Regions from separate parts of the Bicyclus anynana genome. Here region 2 is linked to region 1. Evidence: chromatin contacts called from public Hi-C data. All regions are on one chromosome and are shown on one strand. The core of a region is the stretch at or near the end of the contact, and the rest is flanking DNA. Distances in the headings are between cores, read along the strand shown.

Region 1 (6,757 bases), core at 1,850-4,349:
AATGTTTTAAACTGGCTATATTTACAAGTATTAGGTATCAAAAATATTGTGATTTGTAAGATATACATATTTCAATAGATCACCCTGTGTTCATCACAATTATAATGCAATTGTCTGATTTGTGCTATCAAACTAGGGAAAACATAGACAGAGAAGTAAATAAACAGCATCCATTGCATTGCAACTTTTTTTAAAATCCTCCAAGGATTTGGAAATTGATTGATTCCTTTAACATTAAGTGCACTTGTGTAGACTCTGTAAAGAAATTATACAGGTCGCCAGACTTGTCTCATTTCACTTGTTTCTTTTCAGTCACAAAGGCCTGGCCAAAGAAGTTTTACAGTTATTAGTAGCTATTATTAGATTTCAATGTTTTATTAAAAAGAAAAATTGTGTGAGCATCAAAAACAGCATCACTTTGTTGCAAATGATTATTTCTGTTTAATATTGGTAAAAAATGGTCCAATTCAGTGTCGTGAATTTAAAATGACGTCAAAATCTAATATCTTTTGACATACAACACTAATCAGTAGTCTATTTATTTCTCTGTCACCGCCTTCTAACATTTACAGAAATTCATATTATGTACAACCATTTACATTTCAAATATTTACAACATGAACTCTCTTTGTGAGTAAAATGTAAGTTGTTGCAAGAAGTCGCCTTTGAACATCAAAAACATCGAAATTCTTTGTATAATACTGGTAACACAAGTTATTGCAATATAGGTCACCGTTGATCTGACTCACTGTTTTTAAAGTCCAGAGTCAAATGTTCTGTGAGCTTCCCGATTGGCTGAAGGTGGAAGTATTCAAAGTTGCAGGTGTTGATTTTCTGGTCATCTGAAATTCATAGTGTTGAAAATTAATTAAGATACCTTTTTATCTTCCTGCTTGTAATAATAAAAAGGCAAGCTATTGGTTTCAAAATCTCAAAGTTAAGAGGCCTTAAATATCCTAATAATGGATGGAAGTCTGGAAGTCAATGGAGTCTGTGTAGAGTGTTTGTAATATAAGTTTTTGGAGTAAATTGGAAGGCTGTACTAATATATTTAAAAAAAACTAATCAGCTTTTCTTGCTTTCACTCTCAGAAAATCATTTGTTCATAATATGATAGTGCAGTAGAAAAATTTTTCAATTTCATTTTCACTTAACATCAGATGAAATCAAAGTTATTCTCTGTCAATCAAAGTTATTGTCTGTCTGGGCTCTTGTCAGTGAAAATAAAAAAAATCACTCAAAAGTATCCAATTAAAGAAATAATACTTGTTATAAAGAATATTAGAATATATCACGAGTAGATACTCCACCAGGCACTTTGTTAGTTGACATATACCAAATTGAGATTCTATGTAACAAATGTCATCCAATGCCTATTGACAACCCTTTGTGGATATCATACAGTAGGTACTTAGATGACATTTCTCAGTTGAATTGATGTTTATGTTAATTGGTTGTAAATAAAGACCAAACTAGTGAATAAGTCAGCTAGTAAAATTACCATTTTAATTCTGTAAAGCTCATCCATAGCAGCAGGCAGTAATGGCTTAACCGAGTTAATCTCCATCATGGTCAGGTGATCCAGTCTACCATAGGAACCCCCAGATTTCATCAAAGCGTCCATGGAGGTCCTCAGTTTTGACATCCGAATATCCCATATATCTTTAATGATAGTTTTGATTTCTGCAGCACGAGGAATGTCTTCGGAAGCTGCTCCTAATATTAGCTTTGCTTCAACCATGTAGTGCTCATTAGGCATTTTTGTAAAGAACCTGCAATATTATTGTATTTTTTAATTTTAAAAAAAATTATAAATAGTCACCAACTGATTTCATTACTTGTTTCATAATAAAAATAATAATAATAATAAAAGCTTTTTTTTCCCATTTAGGTAGTACACAGTATCTTAAAACTATTCTAACTAATCTATATGTATATTCCCCCTTCGGGTGTAAGCCTCCTCCATATTACTTCATATTACTTGTTTTGTTACTTAAAAAATATTCTACATATCTATACTAATAATAAATCTGTAGGAAGTCAATTCTGTACATGAAATATATTTCCAAAATAACTATCAGGGGGTGATTATTGAGATATTGATGCCAAAAATGCAATCAGTAAATTTTTGTCTGTCTGTATGTTCAATAAAGAAACTACTCCACGGATTTTAAGGAAACTTGGTACAATTATTCTTCACACTCCTACTGATCGTAGTGTGATTAAACTGTCAGTTTAATCACACTATCAATCAATAGGAGCAGAGCATTGATGGGAAATGTTGGGAAAAACGGTAGAAGTTCCACTCCATTTTTACAGCGATACTACTGTTGGGGCTGGATTAAAGAGGTCTGCTAGTCTTTAATGGTTCTGTTCATAGGAGTAGGTACAACAATAGTGCAGTGCATGCCCATGACCTCTAGGTATTCAGTACAGCTACATAAGTTCAAATTAATTTTAATCAAGATTTTCATAAACCATGCACATAGTAAAGCACAGAACATAGTGTTAATGAAGCAAAATATCTCAGCTGGGTTATTTTTTAACAACAAACAAAAATTTGTTTACTAACAATTTTTATTTGTTGGTAAACAGTAGTATTGTTGACTTATGCGTAGATGCATCCAACTCAAATTAAAACGTAGGCTTAGTTTACAATCACTTTTGAAACATCAAGTTGTAACTATTGATAGTCTCTACCACTGGTTTGGAAGGCAGGTCATGTCGAGAAGAACCGTCATATCGATATATAGACTAACCTCGATCGCTTTTCTTCCTCTTTGATATTCTCCAAAACATCCAAATCCATCCAATCTGGCGGGACCAAGCGACATTTCTGTTTCTGCTTCAGCATCACAGCTAACCAGAGGGGCACATTCATCGGTAAACCAGCTCGAAACGGCCCGAATTCACCGCATATCAAATATATCTTGTCGTATGAAAAATTTGGTATTATGCTCACGATCCTGTTCTCTCCTATGAACTCGATTTCGTATGGATCCATTATCGTTAGTTTATACACAAAATAAATAAAAGCAAAAAGTTCTTTTTTCTAAAATCAATTAACAACAAGTTGTCAAAACAAAAAACCGCGGGAATTAGTGCACACTGCACTGTGCAGTGCTAACTGTCAAATGTCAAAGTCAAAGTCAAAGAATATATTACTACTCTGTGGTGAGGTCATTACAAAATTGTAAATAATTAACTTTTTCAATCATTAATCCATTTATTTTTATTATGATAATAAAATTGCTGTTTTTTTTAGATTACGTACGTTATTATTATTGTTAGAAACAATCAAACAAAACGTTTTAGAACTGCCATCTAGTATGAGTTATTAAAACTACATTAAAATTGACGCTTGAGTCTTTATACTTATTTTACACACTATATGCTAGATGGCTCTTTCTAAAATACAAATAAAAAAATTCAATCATAGTTCAAAGGTACCTAATCGGAAAAAACAATAAAAGTATCATAATCTCGTTTATTTAATGTATATGTAACTGTGTAAACATATATCTTAATACTGTGTTGGCTAATACTTTTTTATAGCATGCAATTCAGCATAAAAAAGTTTAATAGGTAAATTATAAAACGTCCTGAGTTAGACGTACGAGTTTTAAAATTATTCGATAGATGGCAGTTATTAATGAAAAATTAAGTTTCGAGTAAGAGAAAAGAAAAGTTCCGATCTAATTAATAACTTTTAACTGTTTTACCCATAGATGTACAAAAATAAATACAGCTTAGTTAACAGCAAATAAAAGTCAAGTATAACATTATTGCCCGCGTTATAAAATAGGCATACTCTTAAGTCACAGACTTTGGAGTAGCAACTTCCAATCAACAGTAGCATAATTAGGTATTAAGACTAACTTAAGTAATTTGACCGATAAAAAATTGAAGAAAATACATGGACATCAATTAAAATGAGCGATGGGCACATACAAATGTCAGTATAAGAAGGTCGAAACTTGAGGCGATCGATGCAAATCGTTTTGGCAAAGTGCAAACTCCTAATTACTAGCAGTAAATTAGGGTGGCTGGTTGACAAGTCAGACGGGTGTTATTTATTGTGTCCGCCGTCAGAGAGGGTCTGGAGATCTCAGCATGAGACTTATTTTTATTGTAGGATAGCTACAGTTGTATCAATTTCATTAACTTGGGTTAAGAACCAAAAGCGACAATAATGTCCTCTTGACTGAATTTCAGCCAGGACTGCTAATATCAAGTTGACAGAAATGCAGAGAATAATAATACCATAAGAAAAAAAGACAGGTAGGTATTTCTATACTTTTGACCTTCGCCGCGCTGTTTAAACGCTTTCACTGTATATTTTTGTGTTTTAGTTCTAAAGGAGTTTCTTAGTTGATTCATTAAGTAAGTAACTCTTGTAATGACCACTTTTAACGGCCCACTACCTATAGTGGGCCTTTAAAAGAGAGATATATGGCCTCCCTCCAAATAATAGAATGGATAATTAGCCTCTCTCATAAATGAATGAGTCTACGCACCATATTAGATAGGAGATCAGATTCATCACACTTCTCCAATGCTGAATGTTCCTGAAAAAATAGTCTTGATAAATTGACACAATTTCTTTATAAAAATAAATATTTTAAAAATACGATCAATACCTACTAGCGGACGCCCTCAACTTCGTCCGCGTGAAATTCAGTTTTTCGCAAATCCCATGGGAACCATTAATTTTTCCGGGATGAAAAATGATGATGCCTATGTTAATCCAAATCCAGCCAAATCTATTCAGTAGTTGCGGTTTTAAAGAATAACAAACATCCATATTAACTTTCGCGTTTATAATATTAGAAGAATTTCCCATCCTAATCCTAACTCCTAGTCCTAACACTATCTTAGGACTATCGCACTCATGACATCTCGATGAAAAGCTCGAGCCTTTTCACATAAGTATAACCATCGATGTATAAAACTAAAATAGGAATAAATATTAAAATACGAATAGTAAACCGCGTGCCCTGTAAAACCTTATATTAAGATAGGAGTTTTTAAACTGCATGCCCTGTACTACAGTACTGATAAAACTATTACATGTAATATCTCGCTAACGACGGCAGTTAGCCCAAGTGAGTGGAACTTGTTATCAGCGGGCCCATGGAGCTAATTACTGCGCTAAGTGAATGCTTAAGTGCGGCCAAATTACAGAAATTACAGATTTGGATACTTGAAGATACCGTGCGGCCGGCTAACTTTGCCACCTTATTCCAGTGGTTGTAAACCTTTTATTCAAAAGGTAAATCTCAAAAATCTTAAAAAATTTAAAACCTTTTAAAATCTCTTAATCTTGGATCGGGAATCGGATTCGTCTTCCTAGTAAAGGAGTGAAAAAGGATCTGCAAAATATTGTAAATTATAATTATCATTTAAAAAAAAAAAGCGCAACTGCCGTGAGCTTTGGCGATTCTACTCATCAGATTATGCTTGTAAGTCATAGTCATTACAAAAATAACAGATAAACTTGACTTATCAAAAGACGTGCTTGTAATATGGTATTTTGCTATTGATGGAAACTCAATTTACGAGTACAATAAAACAAACATTAGATAGATAATTAGATTAACAATGAAATTTTTTCACAAATACTTTACCTATTAGAGCAAGAGCCCACGACAGCCAGACCTTCGTTATTTTATAAAAGTTGAAAGTTTCTCTGTAGATGTCTCCTATACAGGTAAGAACGACCAGCGACTATAAAGTTTGGGTTGTGGTTACCTGGGCAGGTAACAGGTAGTAAAGGTGTATAAAATAGTACTTGAAATTCGTTAAAGTATAAATCTCAATTTTTTAATATTTCCTTCAGGATAACTTTAAAAATCTCGTCATCCATTGCCGGACACTTATGACAGTTGCTACCCCCTGCCAGACACCCCTAAACTTTAATAAATTATAATTATACTTTCGTTATAGTATAAAAGCTAAATTTTATATATGTTACTTGGGGACTTATAAAAAGATGTTACCTCAATAGCCGGACAGTTTTCGTGGTTTTTACATCTTGCCAGACACATCAAAAGTCCACTATAGGTGCGAGCGCGGGGTAACATTTGGATGGCGCTATTTGTAAGACAGATAAATCTGCTCTGATGAAATGTCTAGAGAAAGAGGTCCAGCATGAGCAACCACATCATATAGATGTTATAATAATTGACGGTTTCTTCCTACTGCATACAATGAAAAATGTTCCATAAACATTTGGAAATATTTAAAAAAAATTGTTGCAAATGGCTACTCAATTTCAAGCTTCGAGAATTGATGTGATTTTTGATCAATATTTTACTCCATCGATCAAAGATTATGTGCATTCCCAACGGTTAGAATCTGCGCTATTGGAATACTCTATAACTGGGCCCGAACAAATTCGACCAAGTGATTTCGCAAAAGAGTTGAAAAATTTAAATTTCAAAGAAGCTTTAGTTGATTTTTTTATTTCACATTGGGCTACTGATGAAGTGGTGCCATTTATTGGCAACAAACAATATACATCAATTTCAGAAAGTGTCATTCTTTTACTGTTGATAATTGCAACAAAGTTGTCTCAAGGATTGATGAAGAGTTGTCATGCCCAGCACACGAGGAAGCAGATACAAAGAGAGTATATCATGCATGTAACATCAACTATCCAGCAGAAATAGTAATAAGAAGTGCTGATACCGATATTGCGGCTATAATGCTTGGTAACATGCATCACCTTAAAAGTGATTCGGTTGTTTGGATGCTT
Region 2 (6,757 bases), core at 2,878-5,377, 230 kb after region 1:
GTCACTTTTTTTAATTAATGCGATTTGTGATAAAAAATAAAAGTCATTCTAACTAAATTAGCTCACAAACGCTGGTTTAGGCACAGGTGTTTGTGGAAAAGTTTTTAGATACGAGTATGTATGTTGAAGTAAAATAACTAAATCGCAATATTTTATAAATACCATTTTTTCATGATGAAGAGTTTCTGTCACTTGTCGTTATTACTAATACTTCGTGGCCTGTCGGGTGAATCTCAAAATGTTTTCTTTTTAATTTTTATAATTTCAAGCCACATCTATCGGCTCTATATCGCGGCACACACCCGTGGGACGTCAAAAATGAAGATTTAGTCCCTCGCCGCGTCATACGTTAAGGCGGCTAATGAAAACACGGCGCGGGTGATGAAGTGGACCGTCCGCCTTACACTGCTCGCTCTTTCCCCGCTCTCCCCTCGCCGCTTACTTACCTGAGCAAGATCTGTGATCTAAAACTATTTGTTACGATTTGTACTCTATAACAAGCTAATACTGTATTTCTTTTGCCTGTATTTTACTATCATTATCGGCCTATTTTAAAGGACAGGAGGAAGGAAAGGAATTACACACTAAACGACTCTCTAATTGTAGGAAAAGGGATCTTAGTCCCACCATGCTGCTCCAATAAGTGTTGACAGTCTTAGGGTGACATTTTTTTAAATCTATAACTGTGTTTTATGTATTTACCGCGCCATTAGAAGATGTCTTTAAGCTTTTGGACTGGAACGGATTTGGCATCAACATCAGTACATCACTCAACTACGTTTTGCCGACGATGTAGATTATGGCAGAGACTCTGGAGGACCTTAGTACCATGCTCAACGACCTCAGCAGAGTTTCTCAACGTGTGGGTCTAAAAATAAACATGAGCAAGACGAAAATCATGTCTAATGCTCATGTACCGTTCCACCCAGTTATTGTTGAGGACTCTGCGCTCGAAATTGTAGACGAATATACCTAGGACACATAGTCCAGTTAGGTAGGTCCAATTTCGAGAAAGAGGTGAATCGCCGAATCCAGCAAGGCTGAGCAGCGTTCGGGAAACTCCACGACATCTTTTCGTCCGCAATTCCTCAGTGCTTGAAGACGAAAGTCTTCGATTAGTGCGTGTTGCCAGTGATGACGTACGGATCCGAGACTTGGTTGCTGACTATGGGCCTTATTAGAAGGCTCAAAGTCACTCAGCGGGCGATGGAGCGAGCTATGTTTGGAGTTTCTCTGCGTGATCCAATCAGGAATGAGGAGATCCGCAGACGAACCAAAGTCACTGACATAGCTCAACAAGTCGCGAGGCTGAAGTGGCAATGGGTGAGCTACATAGTTCGAAGAGCCGATGGACGTTGGGGTCCCAAGGTGCTGGAATGGCGACCCCGCACCGGAAAGCGCAGTGTTGGCCGACCCCCCACTAGGTGGACCGAGAATATCAAGCGGGTTGCAGGGAGCCGCTGGATGCTGGCGGCTCGAGATCGTTTTGTTTGGAGGTCCATGCAAGAGGCCTATGTCCAGCAGTGAACGTCTATCGACTGATAAAGTGAGGTAAGGTAACTCCTATATGACTAGCGGACGCCCGCGACGTGCCCGCACGTGAAAGTCGATGTGAACTTCGACTTTATTCGGTCCTAGGTCGAGCTGTGAAATATTGAATGTAAACTTTCAATATTTCACAGCTCGACCTAGGACCGAATCCATGGTTCCAGGACCTCATGTTCCGAAAGCATATATAAAGCTAACCACTGGACCCACAAAGTTTAAAACATATTACGTTATGTGTTTACTGTTTAGTGCTTCAAGCAGAATGCATCGCTGTCAGCGCTGAAGGGAGCGAAGGGACGCCGGGGAGTTCTACATCACGCTGCATTTACTGTCCGCCCGGGATACTGGGGTTTTAAATTATTATATTGCATTGCAACTCCTATGCAATGCACATAGATGCATTTTAAATAATTGCGGATTGAAAGAAAGATTTATAAGAGTTATAAAAAGGTTATAATATACGTATGCATGCATGCAAAAAATGCATGTTATTATGCGTCGCTCATAGCTGCAACCACGACCACTCTGTCAAGAGTGAACGATCAAGAAGTAGAACGCGGACATACCCTGAAACTAATCCGATTTGGTCGGAGATTTTTTGTTCGATCACAGTTTACAGATCAAGCGCTTGTAAAAATACTAAAAAAATACCTTGTAAACGTTGAAATAACCTTATTGTAATAAACACATTGTGCAGTTTTATATGGCAACGCACTGTCTGTCAAAATGACTACCATCAAACTTTTAAACGCTTTTCTGTACCTTTTCTGTACTGTCCCTACTAATCTAAAATCCGAATTAGCAACGACCTTCACCCATCTGTTTACTGAATGAAAAGTATTCTATATCAAATTAAATCTGTTATATTGTGGACTGATTTGTTTAGGCAAACGAAAATTGGCATATATTTAATTTGATATAAAAGACTTTTCATCAAGTAAACAGATGGGTGAAGATTTTCTTATTTTGAGATCCTCTACTATACAAGTACACCCAAATGCAAACAGATTTATTTTTATTCTTTAAAAGTTAGCCCTTGGCTGCAATATCACCTGTTGGTAAGTGATGATGCAATATAAGATGGAAGCGGGCTAACTTTTAGTAGGAGGATAAAAATCCACCCCCTCTTCGGTTTCTACACGATATCGTACCGGAACGCTTAATCGCTTGGCGCCTCCCTCCAGCCAGACCTGGACCAATTAAGAAAACCTCAATCGGGGATCGAACCCAGAACCTCCGTCTTGTAAATCCATCGCGCTTACCATTGCGCCACTGAGGCCGTCAAATTAATAATAGACAATATACCTAACTAACATACTCGTCCTCGCCTCGCGTTCTAAATTCGAATTAGTGTACTTTGACTGTTGAGGCAGAAAAAACTACTTTGCTTGCTGATTTCACCTAGCAAAAGAAACTTTTCGAAACAAGTGAGATGAAAACAATATTGTATGAATACCAAAGAAGTGTTTGAAGAGTAGATACAAACAAATTTTCAATTAACGATGTAATCTTCACATCCGATTAGGTCAATGTTTTGACGGCGAGATTTATGGCTACCTCGCAACGTAAGCAAATATCTGCTCCATTACCACTGTTTAACTAGTATACAGTCGGGTTGAACATTGATGAAAGACGTTATAAACAGAAATAAAGAGAATCACTCACATATTGTTCGAAAACTGTGCAAAATTAATTGTATTGTTTGTTATAATTAAGTTCAACATTATTACTTTTAGAAAGTAGGCTTAGTTTGTAAGCGCTTTTGAAATTTTACGTTTCTAATAACGTAGAAGATCCAAGTATCAAATTACTTGGGCCTTGCTCATGATATTACCGCCATGTGGAATGTTGAGTCAACTATTATTGTTCCCATAGTTGTTTCAGTCAATGGTCTTATAGCGAAAAGCTTCGACCAACACCATATGAAGCTTTCACATAACTGTTGGATTAAGAGTCGGATACAGAAGGCAGTGATTCTTGAGACGGCGCGTATTATGAGGAGGTTCCTTACTGTAGAGCCCTAACTACCGGTTGCTTGGGCACTCAAATGTCCTGCAGCGGGAGGGATTATTTTTTTTATAAATTTTAGTAGTTTTTTGTATGTGTGCTTAATTTTAAATAAGTTTGTTAAATGGTGGTAAACAAAAAAAATAAACCTTGGCTGAGTTTTTTGTGGGCTTTTCTCGGACCAAGGCGCATTTGGAACCCTCGTAACTTTAATTTTAAGTTTTCGACTATTATTACCACCATTAGAATTGAATTAAATTATTACATAATCCTGACATTTCAAAAGTGCTTGTAAACTAAGCCTAATTGAAATAAATGAATTTTGAATTTATGTTTAGCACGCTGTTTAAACTTTATTTTATTTTTTATTTATTTATTTTTACGCTGTTTAAATGCGTGTTTTGGCATCTCCAAGATTCCTTACGAGATCTTATTAAAGATGGGTTTATTCGACCCTTCGAATTAATACATTGTCAATATAATAAGTTTTGAGAAAAAAACATGTTACCGTACTACAAGCTTGCTAATCAGCGCAAACCTGCTGTGCACGCGCATAGCGTAGGACGCCATCTATCCGTCGGCGGCCCGCATTACACCTTTCACGTTGTGCCTCGTGCGAGATAGATGGCAGCGCGCGACAACTGATTTATCACCTGCCGACGTTTTTATACGATCCCGTGTAATCCGTCTATTTTATTTAATAAAATTATTGTATAAAGATATTTTTTTATCATAATTAATAGTTTTTTAAAAAAGAAAAAGTAACATTGAAGATGTATTTTATCCCGGTGTTATGAAAAACTAAAATAAGTAAGAAAATTACGTACTATGGGTATTATTTACCCATTACAACTGTAAACAAGTAAAAGACGAAGAGTCAATAATATATTGCCAATGTGATATGTAGAGTAAAGTTGCCCCCAAGGATATAATACAGTCATAATTAACGCAAGTGTACGACTTACGTACTTTGTAGTGGTACAAAATAGTATAGTAAGCCCTACAATACATCATCATCATCATCATCATCATCATCGTCATGTCAGCCAATGGACGTCCACTGCAGGACATAGGCCTTTTTTAGGGACTTCCAAACATCACGATACTGAGCCGCCTGCATCCAGCAAATACCTGCGACTCGCTTGATGTCGATTAGGTAGGTATTATTTAGAGACTGAACACAGCAAAGCTGCTTGGTGGCAGCAATACTTCTCCGGACAACGTCCATTAAAAATGCTCTACTAATAAAAACAATAATTACAATGTTAATAGGTGCGCAAAAATTTTATTTATTAGCATTGCTTATAAAAAAAATACTAAACAAATATCTATACCAACGTAAACACTGAGTGTGTTGTTAAAAAAACTAAACTTTGATATATCCGGGATTCATTACAAATTGAAGCAAATGAATTGTCGAAAGATTTATTCTGTTGGTGTTTTGTTTGATACGACGCGGATTGATCAGATTCATTACAGATTAATTTGTTTATTTGAAAGTTTGGAACTATAATTAATTAGCTGTTAGATGTAGCTGTTTTAACGTTGCGTATCGGAGATTCTGAGCGTGTGATTGAAATGTTACAGTTTTGTATGAAAGGAACTGAAATGTAATGATTTAAGAAGTGTTTAGATTTTTAATTCAATGACAAGCGCTATCTTATCTAAGATGGAAGCGGGCTTAATTGGAAGTTATTCTAACTACACCACTGACGGTTTCCACGTGGTATACCGGATCACTTTGCGGTATTCGTCACGGCTGATGACTACCAACAAACATGACTCGAGCCAATTTTCAAGTTTATTCTACCCTCAACAGCTTTTGATTGGCAGTACCTACTTCTTTGGCGATAAGATGGTAACTAGCTACGGCCCAAGCCACCACCAGACCAGACTTGATTCAATTTTTTTATAATAATAATAATAATAATAATAGCCTTTATTCCAATAACCAAATTACAAAAATACAAATTACAAATACATAATAATACAAATTACAATACAAATTACAATACAAATGATACAAATATGTCAATATGCAATAAACAAATGTCAATATAAAATCAAATTATTATTAACGTCAATTTGGTAATACTCGTATTTTATTCTATTTTCTTTGTCTATATTATATTATGATGTCAATTTAATAATTTACGATTATAAGTATGTCAGTGTTTTTATGTTGTTATTGGAGCACCCAGTTTTGGGTATAGGCCTCCTCCATCTTTTTCCATTCAATTTTATCTCTCGCAAGTCTAGTCCAATTTATACCCGCCGTGTCAGTGAGGTCGTCGCGCCAGCGGCGCCGCGGTCTGCCTCTCGGTCGGCACTTATCGCGTGGGTACCAGTGAAGCAGCTTTTCCGTCCATCGTCCATCCGTAACTCTTGCGATATGGCCTGCCCAACGCCATTTAAGGAGACATGCTAGTTTTGCCGCGTCAATTATTTTTGTCTTACGTCGAATACATTTGTTTTTAATTTTATCTTTCAGCTTTAGGCCTAGCATGCTCCTTTCCATTGTTCTTTGGGTTACTTGTATTTTATTGATTATTTCCCTAGTGATCGGCCAGGTTTGACAGCCATAGAGTAACGTAGGTGTCACTACCGAATCCATTACTTTCTTTTTAAGTTTTATGTCCATTTTTGATTTAAAAATATGTTTCATGGACCAATAAGAAGACCAAGCTTTTTTGATTCTCCTTTGTATTTCTTCAACATAATGTCCTTTGAACGTCATGTTTTGCCCTAAATAAACATATTCATCTACGTATTTTATGTTGATACCTTTTATTAGGATAGTTTTTTGGTCTCCATTTGTCATTACGCATGTTTTTGCAGGGTTCACTCAATTTTAGTATATATAAAATTTTAATTGACTCAGATATGTGCCTGTAGCCAATTCGCACGTTGATTATCTTTGTCTTCAAACGCTAACGCTTAGAAAATTAAAAAATGAATGGGAATGACATTCACAATCGACAGGTTGCCCATACATTTTGTTAATTTTCGAAGGGTTAACGTTTGAAGAAAGAAAATCGACGTGCCACATGGCCACAGGCCCTGTTCTGTTGATAGGGGTTAGAAAGTTGGTGGTATTACACCTCCGAGACTCGGAGAGCGCGTTAACCCTTTGGCCCTGATCATTACCATTAGTATCTGATCGTAACAGAATCAAACATCTCCCTATGCCTGCTAAACAGCA

The links. Hi-C and Micro-C count contacts between places; a contact is called where the count stands out from the background.
Region 2: a Hi-C map of whole larva shows a contact between it and region 1, with 4 times the contacts expected there. The contact joins the enhancer-like site here to the promoter of LOC112051109 in region 1. A contact is called at or near these places in 2 of 2 Hi-C or Micro-C datasets (whole body and whole larva).

Annotation. Positions count from the first base shown.
Region 1 is chr5:17,786,474-17,793,230 of ilBicAnyn1.1, forward strand. It overlaps LOC112051109 (probable DNA replication complex GINS protein PSF2), which reads right to left and starts at 3,100. Exons shown (of 3, transcript XM_024089600.2): 1 at 2,760-3,100; 2 at 1,502-1,772; 3 at 309-842. The coding sequence starts at 3,004. The coding sequence ends at 768.
Region 2 is chr5:18,012,689-18,019,445 of ilBicAnyn1.1, forward strand. No RefSeq gene overlaps it. Among protein-coding and RNA genes, the nearest start is that of LOC112051359, 38 kb to the left of the region's middle. Within about 2 kb of position 4,128, at least 8 of the 8 cell types and tissues checked have open chromatin away from gene starts, as enhancers often do.